2 separate regions of the Sus scrofa genome follow, and region 1 is linked to region 2. The links are chromatin contacts, called in public Hi-C maps. All regions are on one chromosome and are shown on one strand. The core of a region is the stretch at or near the end of the contact, and the rest is flanking DNA. Distances in the headings are between cores, read along the strand shown. Region 1 overlaps ACIN1 (apoptotic chromatin condensation inducer in the nucleus). Region 2 holds the start of CEBPE (CCAAT/enhancer-binding protein epsilon).

What was found. A called contact is a pair of places that touch in the nucleus more often than the background predicts.
Region 1: a Hi-C map of skeletal muscle shows a contact between it and region 2, with 4 times the contacts expected there. The contact joins the enhancer-like site here to the promoter of CEBPE in region 2. A contact is called at or near these places in 1 of 5 promoter capture datasets (fetal liver), 23 of 47 Hi-C or Micro-C datasets (adipose tissue, alveolar macrophages, blood and 11 more) and 2 of 2 datasets of contacts at active chromatin or transcription factors (alveolar macrophages and skeletal muscle).

What each region holds. Positions count from the first base shown.
Region 1 is chr7:75,975,624-75,980,165 of Sscrofa11.1, reverse strand. It overlaps ACIN1 (apoptotic chromatin condensation inducer in the nucleus), which reads right to left. Exons shown (of 19, transcript XM_021099243.1): 9 at 671-812. Among named protein-coding and RNA genes, the nearest start is that of CDH24, 14 kb to the left of the region's middle. Within about 2 kb of position 2,780, at least 71 of the 83 cell types and tissues checked have an H3K27ac peak or open chromatin away from gene starts, as enhancers often do. A contact at or near this core is called in adipose tissue, alveolar macrophages, embryonic fibroblasts and 7 more, where this site is marked.
Region 2 is chr7:75,925,010-75,929,423 of Sscrofa11.1, reverse strand. It overlaps CEBPE (CCAAT/enhancer-binding protein epsilon), which reads right to left and starts at 2,772. Exons shown (of 2, transcript XM_001924414.4): 1 at 741-2,772; 2 at 1-158. The coding sequence starts at 1,253.

The DNA of each region.
Region 1 (4,542 bases), core at 1,531-4,030, 51 kb before region 2:
TCCCTCCCACCCTGTTACCCTACTCCCAAACCCAGCTAATCCATTCTCTAATTACTTTAAGAGCCAAGAAGACTTCGCTGGCTCTGACGGGGGGAGTCCCCTGAATTGGGTGCAGGACACACTACATACGCCAAAAAGTAGAGGGGTCACAAAAATGGGGAAGGGGCCTTCAGGTGGTGGCTTCTAAGTAGCTACATCTCTGCAACGAGACCACTGGGGGGCAGATGAGGAACAAAAATTCCTCAGCATGGTGGTCAGCTGAGAACCACCAAAGCCCACTAGATGGCGTTGAGCTCCAACACACTTTTAAAAAGGAGGGAAAGCTAAAGGGGTTAACACAGGGAGAAGCTAGAAAAGGTGGCAGGGAAAGCTGAGCCTGGGTTTTAGATAAAGGGTTTTAGATAACTTTCCCAGTGATTACAAACTTCCAAGACTCTGCACTGCATTACTTTCCCAACAAGGAAAGGGGAATGAATGAGCCCTGTCCCCATCACAAGGGGTCTCCCTTACTAAACCAGCGAATTCTCCCTTGGCCCTATCCTGATCCAAGTCTTTGCCTAGTCCCTTCTTTAAGCTATCCCACTGTGTAAGAGGGATCACCAGAGTGGTCTACTCTTTCCCCCAGGTCCACTCCTGCCCACCCACCCGAGCAGGTGGCTTGAATATTTACCTCTTTCTTCTCCTCATCCTCTGCACTGCCCTCTGGGCGGTCATCATTGCTGACTTGGTCTGCAATAGGCATGGGGGGCTCTGGAACCTCATTTTCAGGTCTGTTTTCACTTGTGTCCATGGTCACTTCCTCCTTCTCCTCACTGTCAGTATGGGGTGAGGTTGAGAGGGAAGGGCAGGAAAGAACCAAGGGGAAGAGAGAACAAGACGTTAGGTTTTAGGTCAAGGAAACTCCCATGCCTCATCACTTGGGTGGGATTGGGAGGGCTGCTTTTCAGATCAGACTAGAGACCTTGCCCCCATCTTCCTCAGGGAAAGAGCACAGATCACAGCAACCACATCCACTCACTGCCCAGATGGGATAAAGCTGTGGCATGTGGGGTTGGGACTCCAACTGTTCTGAGGTAATTCGCCAGAGTACCCTTATATGAAGAGGAGAGACACATCTCTCCGAAAACAGTCCCTCAGAAGTGACTGTGATTTGCCCACAACCCCAGGGCCTCCCTAGCCCTTGGCCACAGGCACCTTTATTTAACCAAATTGCATGAGAAACTAAGGGAAGTCCGATTCCTTAAAAAGACGAGAAAGAACAACGAGGGCTGTGGCAAATGATCCCAACCTTGTGTTTAATCAACTGCTTAGTAAGTAAAGTCTGCTGACCAACGGGATCTGGACACACCAGGAATGGAGAAATGGTGGGGGCAGGGCTGCAGGGAGAGCAGGGCTGGTGAGGGGGTAAGCTTCAACAAGGACCCTCTCTAATCCAAAAGGAAAAATGAAAACTGCCGGACATAGTATGAAAGCTCAAAGAACCAGACCACTTTTACCTGCTCAGAGGTGTAGGAACTGTTCTTACATTCGGCTTTCGCCCAGTTTCTCCCACTCCCTCATTCCAACTTCCAAAAGATAAAGAGAGCAGGCCTCCCAGTCAGGACACACCCTCCCCCACACCATGCATCTCCCCCCACAAACACCGAACCCACTCCCCTACCCCACTGAATCACACAAGTTAGCTCCCACTGCAGGCAATAGATCCCAGAGGTTCACTTCAGATAAACTACCTTCCCATTTTCTTTTTTTCTGTCTTAACCCCTAACTTCTATCTCCAATCTCACCCCCATTACCATCCAAACACTGTGTGGGGGGATCAAATCAAGATGATCGAGGGCCTAAATCTCAGGAGAGGAGAAACCAAGTCTCCCCAGGTTGATAACTACCAACAGAAAATTTGGCATTCTCGACAGGCTGACTGACACTCAGAGGTCAGAACAGCCTCCCCAGAGCAGGCAGGGAGAGATGCACAGGAAGTGGGGAGGGGAAAATCGGAACTGTGCCCCCAGCTAATAGGCACCCACAGAAACACGAGATTCAACTGCCTAAATCTAAAGAAAAAGCTTATCCAAAAAATACCTATTTCCCACACAGAGAGGGCAAGTGGGGCCAATTAGAAATCAAGCAGGAAGGACAAAGGGGGAAAGCAGAATGATTAAAACAAACCAAAACGAAAGACAGAATGAAAGCCATGGGGAAGAGAAGGGAGATGGGGTGGGCCAGAGCAGTAGGGAAAAGGGATACATGGAAATGTGCAGCTCTCACCCTTCTTTGCTTTCTGATAACATGATTTTTTTTCTCCCCCTGGAAGTGCTGTTTATCCCTTTCTGGAATGGAAGAAATAACAAAAACCAAACAAAAAAATCCCAAAAAATTAAAAAAACAAAACACCTTCCTTGCCCCAAGATCCCACCACCTCCTCCCCAGCCACCCGATCCAGAGAGAGAAAATCAAGATGTAGCAACTGGGGATCCAAAAAACGGTAAATGGAAAGGGAGGTGGTGGTGGTGGTGGTGGTGGTGGTGAGGGGAGGTTAAAATAGATCTGGCTTTTAAGAGATAAGCGTTAAGTCCTCACGGCAAACCCCGAATTCAGCTGGCTTGGTCTCTCCGGAGAAGGAGGAGGAAGAGGGCCAGGCTGCTGGTAGTGGCTGGCTCTATTGTATTGGCGGAGCGGCGGCGATCAGCCGGAGACATGCAGGGGAGCCATCTTGCCACTTACCCAGCAGCCCGTGTGTGCGGATGGGGGAGGGCCCTGCTGCAGCAGGGGAGGGGAAAGAAAAGAGGGAGGCGCTGAGTGAGCAAGGTTCTCAGCCTCTGGCAGGCCGCTCTGAGCTCACTGCTGGCTCATAGGCCTGGCCTTTTTCCTTCTTTTCTCGGGTTACAACCACTGAAGCCTAACCCCACAGGGAGAGGGTACTCTCTCCTTGTTTCCCTGGGGGCGGGTGAGGGGGCTGGGTGGAGAGGACAAAGTTACAGCTGCTTGCTTGGAAGAACCCCGAAAATAGAAGGAAAGGAAACAGCCGAGCTGGGAGTGAGTTTAAAATGCTAAGAAGATAACAAAGGCAAAGTTGGAAAGAGACAGAGTGGAGGGCCATGAGCAATTTTTAATATGCCCACCTTCCTCTATCCAAGAGGGGAGGCACGGAACACTGAAACAAGATCAGCTGCTTCAAGGTGGGGAGGTGGGATGAGATTTGGCACTACCCAATCACCATACAGTAACCGGTTGCTGACCCTGAGCAATGGGAGCAATGGCCACGTGTTCCTACTCCAACCAGTCCTTTCTTTGAGATGGAAGGAGTGGATAAGCAGAGTGCCTTTCAGAATTAGCAGCAGAGGAGGGGAGAGGTGTCTCCAAAGAGATGACAGACAACCTTGTTTCACAGAGTCTTTAATAAGGTCACCCTGCCCCAGGGTCTGCTGGAGCCATAAAGGAAAAGGATAAACAGGGCAAAGGGACCTCGGATAGCTGAAGCACAAAGGCCACTTCTTGGAGCAAGGGCTCCAAAGTGAGGGCTCTGAAGCAGATAAGAAACTGAAGTGAGAGAAGTGCTATTGGGGCTGGGGGTGGGGGGCACGGGGGTTGATCTGGTGGGCAAAAAGTGACTGGGAACTAAATGGAAATTATTAATTACAGGTATCTTCTGACTAAATGTAAAAGGGGAAGCTGACTCTACCCATTCAAAAAAGCACTCCGAGTTTGCCCAAAAATGTTCATTTGTTGGCTGCTTTAGTATCCTAATGCCAGTAAAGGTTTAACACTAATACAAGCTTTAACCAAAAACTTGGTATTATTATTTGTAATACCAGAACTTTTAACCAGGACTGAAGTTTCCTCCCTGCTGCTTAAAATCTTAAATTTACACAACTTCATGCTAAAGGAATCATGTTTATACCTCACATTAAAGTTTCTTTTCACTTAGTGGTCCCTGTCTGCAGAGAGATTGAGAGTTCTGGAGTCAAATTGGTTAGGGCTCAATTCAGGCCCCAGCCCACCCCCACACTAGTGTGATACTGGGTGAGTTCCTGATCCTCTCTGTGTATCAGTTTCTTAATCTGTCAAGTGTGGGTAATAACAGTACTTATCTCATGAAACTGTGTGATAAGGACTGGCTCTGAAGAGTCTGGCTTGGAAGACACCCCAAATCAAGGTAAGGATATGCATAAAACACATGTACATTTAAATAGGCCATTATCTCTTTCGATGCCACCTATGGAGATTTTTTTTTTTTTTTTTTTTTGGAATGTCCTCAAAGAGAAACTGCCTATTCCCTGATGTAAAGGCACTAAATGGTACGACAGGTTCTCAGCCACACCCTCATCACTTATAATAACCCTAGTTTTCTTGCCCCTCACCCCCATGCTGCAGTTTCAAAGACTGCATCCTTTGACCCCTAGCTCAGGGCCTAACACAAAGGAAGGCTCAGTATTTCCCAATTAGGCTGTCACTATGGATACCAAGTGGATACTTAAAAAAAAAAAATTTTTTTTTGTCTTTTTTTGGGGGCCGCACCCCAGGCACATGGAGGTTCCCAGGCTA
Region 2 (4,414 bases), core at 1,523-4,022:
TCCCGGCTCTTCCGCACGGCAATGTTGTTTCGCTCCCGCCGCAGCCGGTACTCCAGGCTGTCTTTGTTCACGGCCTTCTTGCCCTTGTGTGAGGGGCCAGCTGGGGAGGGCGCCTTGAGGAGGGGGCTGCAGGGGGGTGCAGCAGTGGCCAGAGGGGCCTGGAGGGGAAGGAACAGAGGGACAAGAGTGAGGGCTGCTGGGAAGCAGAGTGGAGGCAGGGTAGACATCCCAGTAGGCAGAGCACACTTGGGGCATCAGAGGGATGTGGGGTTCAGAGCCAGCTCCTAGCTCCCGGTCAGAACAGCCATCGCCCTGCCAGATGCACGAGGTCCTCTGCTCTGATCCAAACTCCCATTCGCCTCCCCACACTCTCTGAGGACACTTTCCTTCCAACTATCTTGACTTTTCAGTTCTGCCATTAGCAGACATTTCCTCTTCAAGAAGCAGGAGGCAGCACAGAAATGAGTGGTGGAGACTGATGGGTGGCAGAGAGGCTGGTGGGGGCCCTGAGGTCAGGGCAGGTCAGCTGGCCAGAGGGACTGCAGGACACATCGGTGTCAGCCACACAGTGGAGATCAGGGTGGGAGTGAATTCCCAGAGAAGCCAAGAGGGGCCACGACAGGGTGGTGAGCGCAGGGGGCTTGGGGTGGATGGGTTTCACAGAGCAACGCCACACACAGACCCCATCCACACAGACCCCAGACCCTGGATGGCGGGGAGGATAAGCGAACGGCTCTTACCTTGAGGACACGTAGGGGCTGGCTGGGTGCTGCCAGGGTCGGGGGCAGGTGCATGGCCGTCTGCCCACAGTGAGCCACTTGGTACTGCAGAGGGTTGTAGCCGCTGCGGCTGGCCCCCCGGCTGCCCTCAGGCCCCCGAGGCTCCTCCTTCACGGCCACGGCGGCTCTGGGGTCGTAGCTCCCCGGGCTGCTGTAGATGCCAGGCCCCAAGGCCTTCCTGTCGGGGCCGAAGGTATGTGGGGGGTAGGCGAAGGGCCGAGGGTCAGGCTGCAGATAGTGGGGGAAGGCAGGGGTTCCGGGGCCCTTCAGGCCTCGGGCCTCAGGTGCTGGCTTCACAGCGAAGAGGTCGGAGAGGAGCTGTTCCTCCCCAGATTCGATGTAGGCAGATAGGTCGATGGAGGCCTCATGCTCACACATGTCCCCTAGCTCCCCAGGCCCCGCTCGGGCCCCCGAGAACTCGAGTGGCTGCTGGCCAGCCCGGGGCTCACACTCGTAGTAGGTCCCGTGGGACATGGCCGGCCCGCCCCCTCAGCTCCCCGCCCCTGGCGGCCTGCTCTTGGGGCGCCCTTTGGGATGCTCGGCTTGCTATCTCCCCCTGCCCTAGATCTGCCCTAGATCTGCCCTCTCTGATCTCCTCTGTCACCCACTCCTGCGTGGCCTCTCCTCCCTCCTCTGCTGTTTCCTTTTCCTTCCTCTGTAGTCAATGCCTCTTTTCTCTTCCCTTTTTTCCCCTCTCTCCCTGGGGTGACTCAGGGAGGGGCAGGGCGCACCCCGGAGGGAGGGATGCAGGCCTTAGAGAAATGGGGGCCCTGGCCTGTTTCGCAGTAGGGGGGCACTCTGGTCAGGCTTGAGCCAGGGTTCTGAGATGCCCAGAAGCTGATGCTTCTGGGAAGAGGCCTCCCCCTCTCATTCGAGTCCGGGAGATTCTGGAATCCCCGTTGAGGGCAACCCCTCACTCTGAGTGTCCTCCTCCCTCCGACTTCCAAAAAGTCCTGTGCAGAATGAGTGCCCCGTCAGAACGAACAGAGAAAACCCTCTCCCAGTGCCGACCCCCAGCCTGATCTGAGCTCCTCCCTTGACACGCCTCCCTCTCAGTCCCCCCCACCTCCCAGGGCTGGGCTCCACCTACCCCCAGGGCCGCTCAGTTCCTTTTGTAGCCCCACCTCTCTGAGCCACTCTCCGGGGTGCAGGCCAAGGGGTGTTGTTTGAGGGGTCTAGGAAGTAGTTATCAGCCTGGGACTAAGCCTTATACGAGGCCCCGTCTCATGATGCAGAGGAGGCTCTTTTGCTAGGTTTTTGCACCGGCTCTGTGCAAGAGCCCAAGCCCTCACGTGTTTCCAGCCTGGGCCAGCGCTAGCAGCCTGGCATGGGCTGTGACTGCCCAGGCTTGGCTGAGGCACCTGCTCAGGGCTTAGGCCCTGTGCTCCAGGGCCCAGCAGGCTGCTGCCCCAGGAACTGGCAGCTACATTCCTCTCGTGGTTCCAGCGTCCGGCCTGCACTGCCAGAGCTTCAGGCTGGCGCTCTGCCCTCCTTGGGTCCTGAGGGCTCTGCCCGCTTCCTGTGCCTGGGCCGCAGGGCTCAGGCGCTCGCTGCAGCTCGGTTTGCTGTTTTTCCTTCTGCATGGCCGTTCTCTGACCTCTATGCGTGTCTCTTGGGTCCACTTCCTCTTGTGAGGGTTGAGAAGCCTTCTCTTTTGTCATCACCTCTTCCTGGGGCTCTGTTTCAGGGTCTCCAGGAGAAGCCCATGGCTCGCTCTGCACTTTTGGTCTCAGGCTGGGCCCCCTCTCTCTTCCCTTTTCTCTTTCCTCTGGGAACTCCCCACTCCCTCCTGTCAGAGGCACTTGCTGTGGCCCTGCTTTTACCTGTTGTATCTGCAAAAGGGACTCTGGGTGCGGTGCAAAGGAAAGGACATGTGGAAATATGTTACTGGATCTTTGTCACCAGCAAATTCTGTCCGTGCCCTGTGGAGGCCAGAAGGTTTAATAAGTCAGGCACACCAAGGGTCAGGCCATAAGGGGGCAAATGCGGAGCAGCTACATGTGGCACTAAATGCTAAAAAAAGTAGGCAGGAATTCCCATTGTGGCTCAGCAGGTTAAGAATCCGACTACTGGAGTTCCTGTCGTGGCGCAGTGGTTAATGAATCCGACTAGGAACCATGAGGTTGTGGGTTCGGTCCCTGCCCTTGCTCAGTGGGTTAACGATCCGGCGTTGCCATGAGCTGTGGTGTAGGTTGCAGACGTGCGTGGCTCGGATCCCACGTTGCTGTGGCTCTGGTGTAGGCCGGTGGCTACAGCTCCGATTGGACCCCTAGCCTGGGAACCTCCATATGGCGTGGGAGCGGCCCAAGAAATAGCAAAAAGACCAAAAAAAAAAAAGAATCCGACTACAGTCCATGAGAATGTGGATTCGATTCTTGGTCTCGCTCAGTGGGTTAAGGATCCAGCATTGCTGTGAACTGTGGTGTAGTTTGCAGATGTGGGTCAGATCTGGTGTCGCTGTGGCTCTGGTGTAGGCCGTCGGCTACAGCTCTGATTAGACCTCTAGCCTGGGAACCTCCATATGCTGTGGGTGTGGCCCTGAAAAACAAAAAGCAAATAAATAAAGATAACGTAGGCAGCCTGAGACAGGGCTCCCTGCAAATCAGGCAAGCTACCCCTCTACTTAGCATCCCCTCCCTCCACCTCCCCCAGGAGCTTGCTTGCTTGCTTGCTTGCTTGCTTTCTCTCTCTCTTTCTTTCTTTTTTCTTTCTTTCTTTTTTTTTTTTTTTTTTTTTTTGTCTTTTTGCCATTTCTTGGGCCACTCCCACAGCAATATGGAGGTTCCCAGGCCAGGGATCCAATCAGAGCTGTAGCCACTGGCCTATGCCACAGCCACAGCAATGCCAGATCTGAGCCGCGTCTGTGACCTACACCACAGCTCATGGCAACAATGGGTCCTTAATCCACTGAGCAAGGCCAGGGATCGAACCCTCGTCCTCATGGATATTTGTCATGTTCGTTAACCACTGAGCCACGACAGGAACTCCCCCAGGAGCTTTCTGTGTACAGTCTGAGGTACTTTCTCTGAAGGTCCCGAGCTGGCATGGGGAGATCTGCTTGCATCCAAGAGACAGAGCTCAGGTACCCAGATGGGGGAGATTTCTGCCTTCTCTCCATTTCAAAGGACCCTGTGACAAACAGGTCTCAGAGCTGAGCTGCTTCAGTTTGGCAGCAGTGTCTCATTTAACCACCAGGTGGTAATATTCGTCCAAAATTCAGGACTTGAGGGGCTGCTGCAGTCAGGAATCAGGTAGCCGGCAGAGGGCAGCTTCCCACAGCCCTGGCAAGGGCCAGACGCCTGGAAGGAGGAAGAGGAAACATGGCTGAGATGGGGCTCGCAGTGCAGTTGCAGGAAGAGCGTGCAGGCAGAGAAGACTGGGGCCAGGCCCTTGTCTTCATGAGGAGAAATGACACCCCAAATAGTGACGATAGTTAAGGCCTTGCCATTTCTGGTGTTATGCTTTTTCGATTACTGAAACATACGCTTTTCCTTGCAGACCATTTGCCTGTGAATTAAATAGGAAAGTAAGCAAGACAGATGGTATTTTTATCCCTGCTTTATAAAGGAGGAAAACAAGGCTGAGAGACTGAGCCGCCCAAGGTCATGCAAGGATGTGGCATCAACCTGAGGAAA